Regions from separate parts of the Gossypium hirsutum genome. Here region 2 is linked to region 1. Evidence: chromatin contacts called from public Hi-C data. All regions are on one chromosome and are shown on one strand. Each heading gives the region's core, a stretch centred on a gene start, on an enhancer-like site or on the middle of the called end of the contact. The rest is flanking DNA. Distances are from core to core; before and after follow the strand shown. Region 1 holds the start of LOC107927609 (protein TIC 22-like, chloroplastic). Region 2 holds the start of LOC107896973 (probable UDP-N-acetylglucosamine--peptide N-acetylglucosaminyltransferase SEC).

Region 1 (2,803 bases), core at 136-2,635:
TTTGAGTTCACTTCTTACTCATACTCTTATTAAATATTTTCTTAAACTTATTGTTGTTCCTTATTCTGAATCAAGAGTGAAGTTAGAAATTTTGTTTAAGGAGATTGAGGTAATATTATAAAATTTGGGGAGGGAGATAAATATAAAATTTTTGTATTGAAGTTTTCAAAAAAGGCTAAAATTATGGTTTTTCCATTAAATCAAATGTTAAGAAGAACTAAATTGTTTTTTTTTTAATTTTGGGAGGGATTATAAAGGTAATTTTCTTTTGAGTTAAGAGGGAGGGGGGAAAGGCCCCTTCCTACCCCTTTGGCTACGCCTCTGCTATGAATTAAGCATCGAAGAGCGTCTTGAAGTATAAATTTGGACACCCTTATAGTTACCCTATGTCTTGCAAGCCTTCCATCATCCTTGGGGTGTGAAAAATCCTTATAGTCCATTATCAACTTAAAGTGACTAAAACAATATGTTTAGTTAAACTAAATATTTTACTTAGAATGTGATGATATTTTTTAAAATTATGGAATGAAATGAAATAAAAAACTTATTAATTTTAATATTTTTAATAACATTTATAATTAAAAAGTTATTTTATTATTGACAAACATGTAATTTAATTTATTTATTTTAAAATATCATTAGTTTATTTAAAAATAATAATGCATTTATCTCAAAATAATATATGATTAAAATTAAAATAAGTTTTAAACATTTGGTTTGTATTCAAATAATTCAATAGTATTTAAAAATAATTTAAAATTTGATTTTGATTTTATAATTATGAAAAAATAGTAATATTGTCCCAAAAGTAAATTTTTTACTTTATTTTTCGAATGACCATGCTTCAAAAAATGGCAATATACTTTATCACCATTATTGAAAAGGATGATATTGTTATAATTGAAGAAAAAGTAATTCATAGTATTAGATAGATTGAGTAATTAATCAATACAATTGAGTTTGTGGGTAGCAAATATAACCAACTTTCCTTGATAACAGCTATCTCTAATTTCTATTTCAAAATAATTAGAGAATAAGCAGGCTTGGCCCATAAGTTGGTTGGGTCCTCGATGCTCTACTTCACAGACTTAGTGCTCATTTTATGTTTCCATAAATTTTGATACCAATTGTTAACGCACTCAAAACTTTTTTGTATTTGGGCTTGGTTTAAGTTCGACTTTTTTCCTTGCTTTGGGTCAAAATTTTGGGCCCAAACATGAAAAATCAATCGTGCGATTCGTAATTTAACTGAATTAACGACTAACTTATCCCACCCGATTAATCACGAGTTAAATAGTGATTCAAGCAAGATGATGATATGAGGTGTTGAAGAGTTTATTATTAATAGATATTAATTTGGATCGAGGGTTAAAAATTTTGTTCTAAAGGTCCAACCCACCCGTCCGGCCCATATTTCTAAATTCTCGCTTGTCGCCGGCAAATGAATGTTTTTTCTATTTCCCTCCTTTCGGTCGCTCCCTACTCATCCCCGAAACTGATTCCAACTACAAAAGCTCACTGTTTTCTCCGATATTATCCTAAATTTTCCCGTGAACCAAAAAGGAAAGAATGATGAACCCCCCTAGCAACTCCAAAACCCCCAAAAATTTCTCGCCATTCAAACAAACCCCTCCTCTCCAAGACCTCCAGCAAGCCTTCTCGAACATCCAGACCCACTGCTCTTCTCTCTTCCGACAAACTCAAAATCAGTTAATGGACGCTTTTAACTCCACCTTTTCTCACTTTAATCCGCCTTCTTTTTCTCCAAAAGGGCCGGTTTTTGCTCGAATTGCTGATTCTAGCAAGACCCAGATTGCTTTGAGTAAAAAAAACGGTGATGCCATGCCGGCAGAGAAATTAGAAGAGAGATTGGCTGGGGTTCCGGTCTATGCCTTGAGTAACTCAGAGGAGGAATTCGTGTTGGTTTCGGGTGTTTCGACGAAAAAATCACTTGGGTTGTTGTGTTTCAAGAAGGAGGACGCTGAGGCTCTTTTGGAACAGATGAAGAATATGGATCCTGGCATGCGAAAAGGAGGTTCTAAAGTGGTTGCTGTTGCTCTTAACAAGGTTATTTTCTTTCCTTCTTTCTTTCTATTTGGATTTTTCAAAATGCGTTTGATAGATTGAATTTGTGTAGAAAATGTACAAAGTTTTATGGACTATGGAGTCCATTAAGAGGCTAATGTCTGTTTCCCACTTGTGTTTGCCATTTTCTTAGATATAAAAGATAAAATAACAGATTTGAAAATGTTTTAGCTTCAGCTGTTTGTTCTTGTAGTGACATAGGATTGAGCTTTTTACTTTCTAATATTTCTTTTTAGCAACATTTTGAGCAAGGAAATAGTAAGCCGCAAAAGCAAAAGACGAAATCGAGCCTGTTATTAGATTGTTAACTTACCGTGCCTTTAAATCTTAACTAATTTGGTTTTTTTTTTTCATTGTGTAATTAATTGTTTGTTTGGTTTATATGAATGAGATAAATGTTGGAGGAGTCATGCTTGGATATGGGGGTTTTGCAGGTTGTCCAGCTGCAGGTTGCTGGTGTGGCACTTAGGCTGGTACCAGAGTCCACTCAGATCAAGAATGCACTTAGAGTGAGTAGTTTGTTATAAAATGAGCTAATTTGTCTGTGAGTCTTTGTGTTATGTGGATAGAATGAATTTTATGCTCTCTATTTTGGGTTCTTATAAGTTTCAAGATTGATGTAGGAATCCTATAACTTTTTATTGTTCTTTCTTTCATGCAAAAGATATGATATGTTTTAATAATCCTGACAAAGGAAAATGTCTGACATGAGGACTTG
Region 2 (2,803 bases), core at 115-2,614, 370 kb before region 1:
AAGTTAGTCATATGACATTTCCAAATCTAAAAGTTACTTCTAGATAGAAAATTTCCCACCAATTAAAAGTGAATAACAAGATGTGCACCATCTAACCTAAAAAATGCCACTTTTTAACACAAGAGTTCCTTGATTAATTATAAGAAAAGTGAAGGCTCAACCTAACAATGGTTAACTCTGGATGAAAACCCAAGATCAGGACTAGCAAATTTATAATTTCAAAAGATCATATCAACCATAGGAGGACTCTGTAACCATTGCTATAAAAGAGCTTAAACAAAAGCAAACATCTTCACCCATAAATATGAAACGATTGAGACTGTTCACAAATCATAGAATAAAAATAGCTTTCAATCAAAAGCCGACTAATTAAGACTCGCCGAGTTATTGCTTTTATTACTAGCCTTTTGCTTTCTCAAAAGTTTCAAAGAATTACTAAGAGTTGAAGAAAATTAACATCTGATTAAAAACGAGCAAATCGCTAATATATTCCGTATAATCAATATTTACATAATCGTACCGAATAAATCTAAAATTTTGAAGTTAGAAAAGAAAGTATTAATAATGTTCTTTTTATCTTCAAATAAACTTGTTTGTTTCTTATCCGAAGTAAAAGGCAAGTAGCAAAAGTAACCAAGAAAAAAAGATAAAAGCTAAGTAAAAATAATCGCCCAAACTCAAGCATCCACTTGAAATCCGTAAGCTAAGCTTCTTTTAAGGGAAAATTTTAGTAAAGCGAAACATAAAAGCACAATTACATGCAAATATAGCAGTATAGTTTATTGCATGAATCTACATACAAGACATTTTGCAAAACCCTAGAAGTGAAAATTTTGAAAGCATGGAAAATTTGCAAAAGGCCAAAAATAAACGAACCTTCATTTGGATCAGAAAGCTTAACATTAGACAAAGCAGCAGCAGCAGAAGAAGAAGAGGAAGAAGCAGGAGCAGCAACGGCGCCTCCAAAATCCGAGTTCAGACTCGATGAGTCATGGTTATACGGAAACAATTGAACCTGTTGCTGTTGTTGTTGAAACAGTTGGTTATGGTGATACTGTTGCAGCCGAGGATCGCTCTGCAAGGAGAGCATTTCTCTTTTTCCCGCTTGGATCACGAAGAAAACTTTCTAGGAAAATAGAGAAGTAAAAGGAATTTGAATTTTTTTTTCTCGAGAAAATTCTAAATTCTAATATTGAGAGAGAACCCCGCTTTTCCGATTATGATATCTCTCAACCTCTATTATACATACTTTTGTAATAAGAACCAGAAATATTAACATTGAATCGGTAATTATGACGTGTGAACTCTTTGAGCTTATTCTTTCACTGCTATGCAATGGTTATTCACCACGTTGCACATGTGACACTGTTCATATAACTTAAAAGAGGTATTTAGTAGTTTCGAGAAGAGATTCCATGTAGCATAGGAATAGTAAGGGTCGTAGGGGATTTCTCGGTCCAGTTTTGGAAGGTAAAAGTACACGTGTCCACAGACTGTGAGGTTGAGTAAATCTGTCGGGAAAAGTCAGGCCATTAGATACGTGTCTAACGGGCCGGACTGGATCCGACGCGTCCCATTACTCGAATATAATAGTTTTTATTTTTTATTTTGACCAAACATCCTCAAATTATAATCTATATTTTAAATTGATCTTCAAAATTTAAAATATTTTAATTATATCTTCAAACTAATGATATTATATCGATAAGATCCTTTCATTATTAAAATTATTAATTTAATTGTTAAATGAAACCTTAGATCTTATGTGATTTACTTAAAATGAAAATTTTAAAAAAAATGGATATTATAAAAATATATGTCATAAAAATCTTGATTTTTGAAACTTTTACAAAAACTATTGTATACTCTTTTCTTCTTTTTAGAAGTTACTTAGCAAAATTTTTCTTTTCCATAATACTTAGCAACATTTTACTTAGATTAACGGTTTCAACAATCAAATGACCAAATTAATATAACATCGATAGTTTGAAGATGTAATTAGAACATTTTAAAGTTTGGAAACCAATTTAAAATGTAGACCATAGTTTAAAAATGCTTAGTGCAATTAACTTTTTACATTTTAAATAAATAAATATATATTATACATGATGGATGGATAAATTTCACTAATGAAAATTTTTGGCCAATGAATAATACAAGCTTTTAGTATACTATAATTAGTTAAAATACGATATAAATTTTTTTTATTCTTCACAAATTTAAAATATAATATCTGCACTTTTACTTTTGGGAATTTAGTCTCTTTACTTTTTAAATTTTAAAATTCATATCCAATTATTAATGCAATATCTTTTTGTTGTTAAATTTGTTAGTGTTTCATTTTGAAATTAAAAAAATACTGAATAATGTTTGTAATGAATATGAATTTAACAAAATAAATTTATTAAATTATTTTTTGGCGACTAAAAGAAAAAGAACAAATTACAACACAATCATTTGAGTTATGGTTGGAAGGACAATATCCTCATGCAAAACATGTAACAACTATGTAGAAGGAAAATTAAAAACATGAAAACCTCGATTTAGTCATTTCTATTGGGAAATGTGCTCATATTGTAGTAAACATGTATTGTTTTTTTATTTATTTGAACGATGAATAAATAAATAACGTTAATTTCATATTTCACTATTATGTCTTTTGTATTTCTATCTTTTATATTTTGCATGCATAGCGAAATTGTGACAAGCAAATATTAGCTCATTGATTGTCTAAGTTCAAACTGAAGATAAGTGGCATTGCAAGAAAAACAACTTACTTCAGTAGATAAATAAGTCTGTAATC

The links. A called contact is a pair of places that touch in the nucleus more often than the background predicts.
Region 2: a contact with region 1 is called in a Hi-C map of leaf, with 2.1 times the contacts expected there. The contact joins the promoter of LOC107896973 here to the promoter of LOC107927609 in region 1. A contact is called at or near these places in 2 of 34 Hi-C or Micro-C datasets (both in leaf).

What each region holds. Positions count from the first base shown.
Region 1 is chrA10:73,359,327-73,362,129 of Gossypium_hirsutum_v2.1, reverse strand. It overlaps LOC107927609 (protein TIC 22-like, chloroplastic), which reads left to right and starts at 1,385. Exons shown (of 8, transcript XM_041079327.1): 1 at 1,385-2,067; 2 at 2,520-2,594. The coding sequence starts at 1,570.
Region 2 is chrA10:73,729,917-73,732,719 of Gossypium_hirsutum_v2.1, reverse strand. LOC107896973 (probable UDP-N-acetylglucosamine--peptide N-acetylglucosaminyltransferase SEC) reads right to left here and starts at 1,364. Exons shown (of 28, transcript XM_016822296.2): 1 at 877-1,364. The coding sequence starts at 1,090.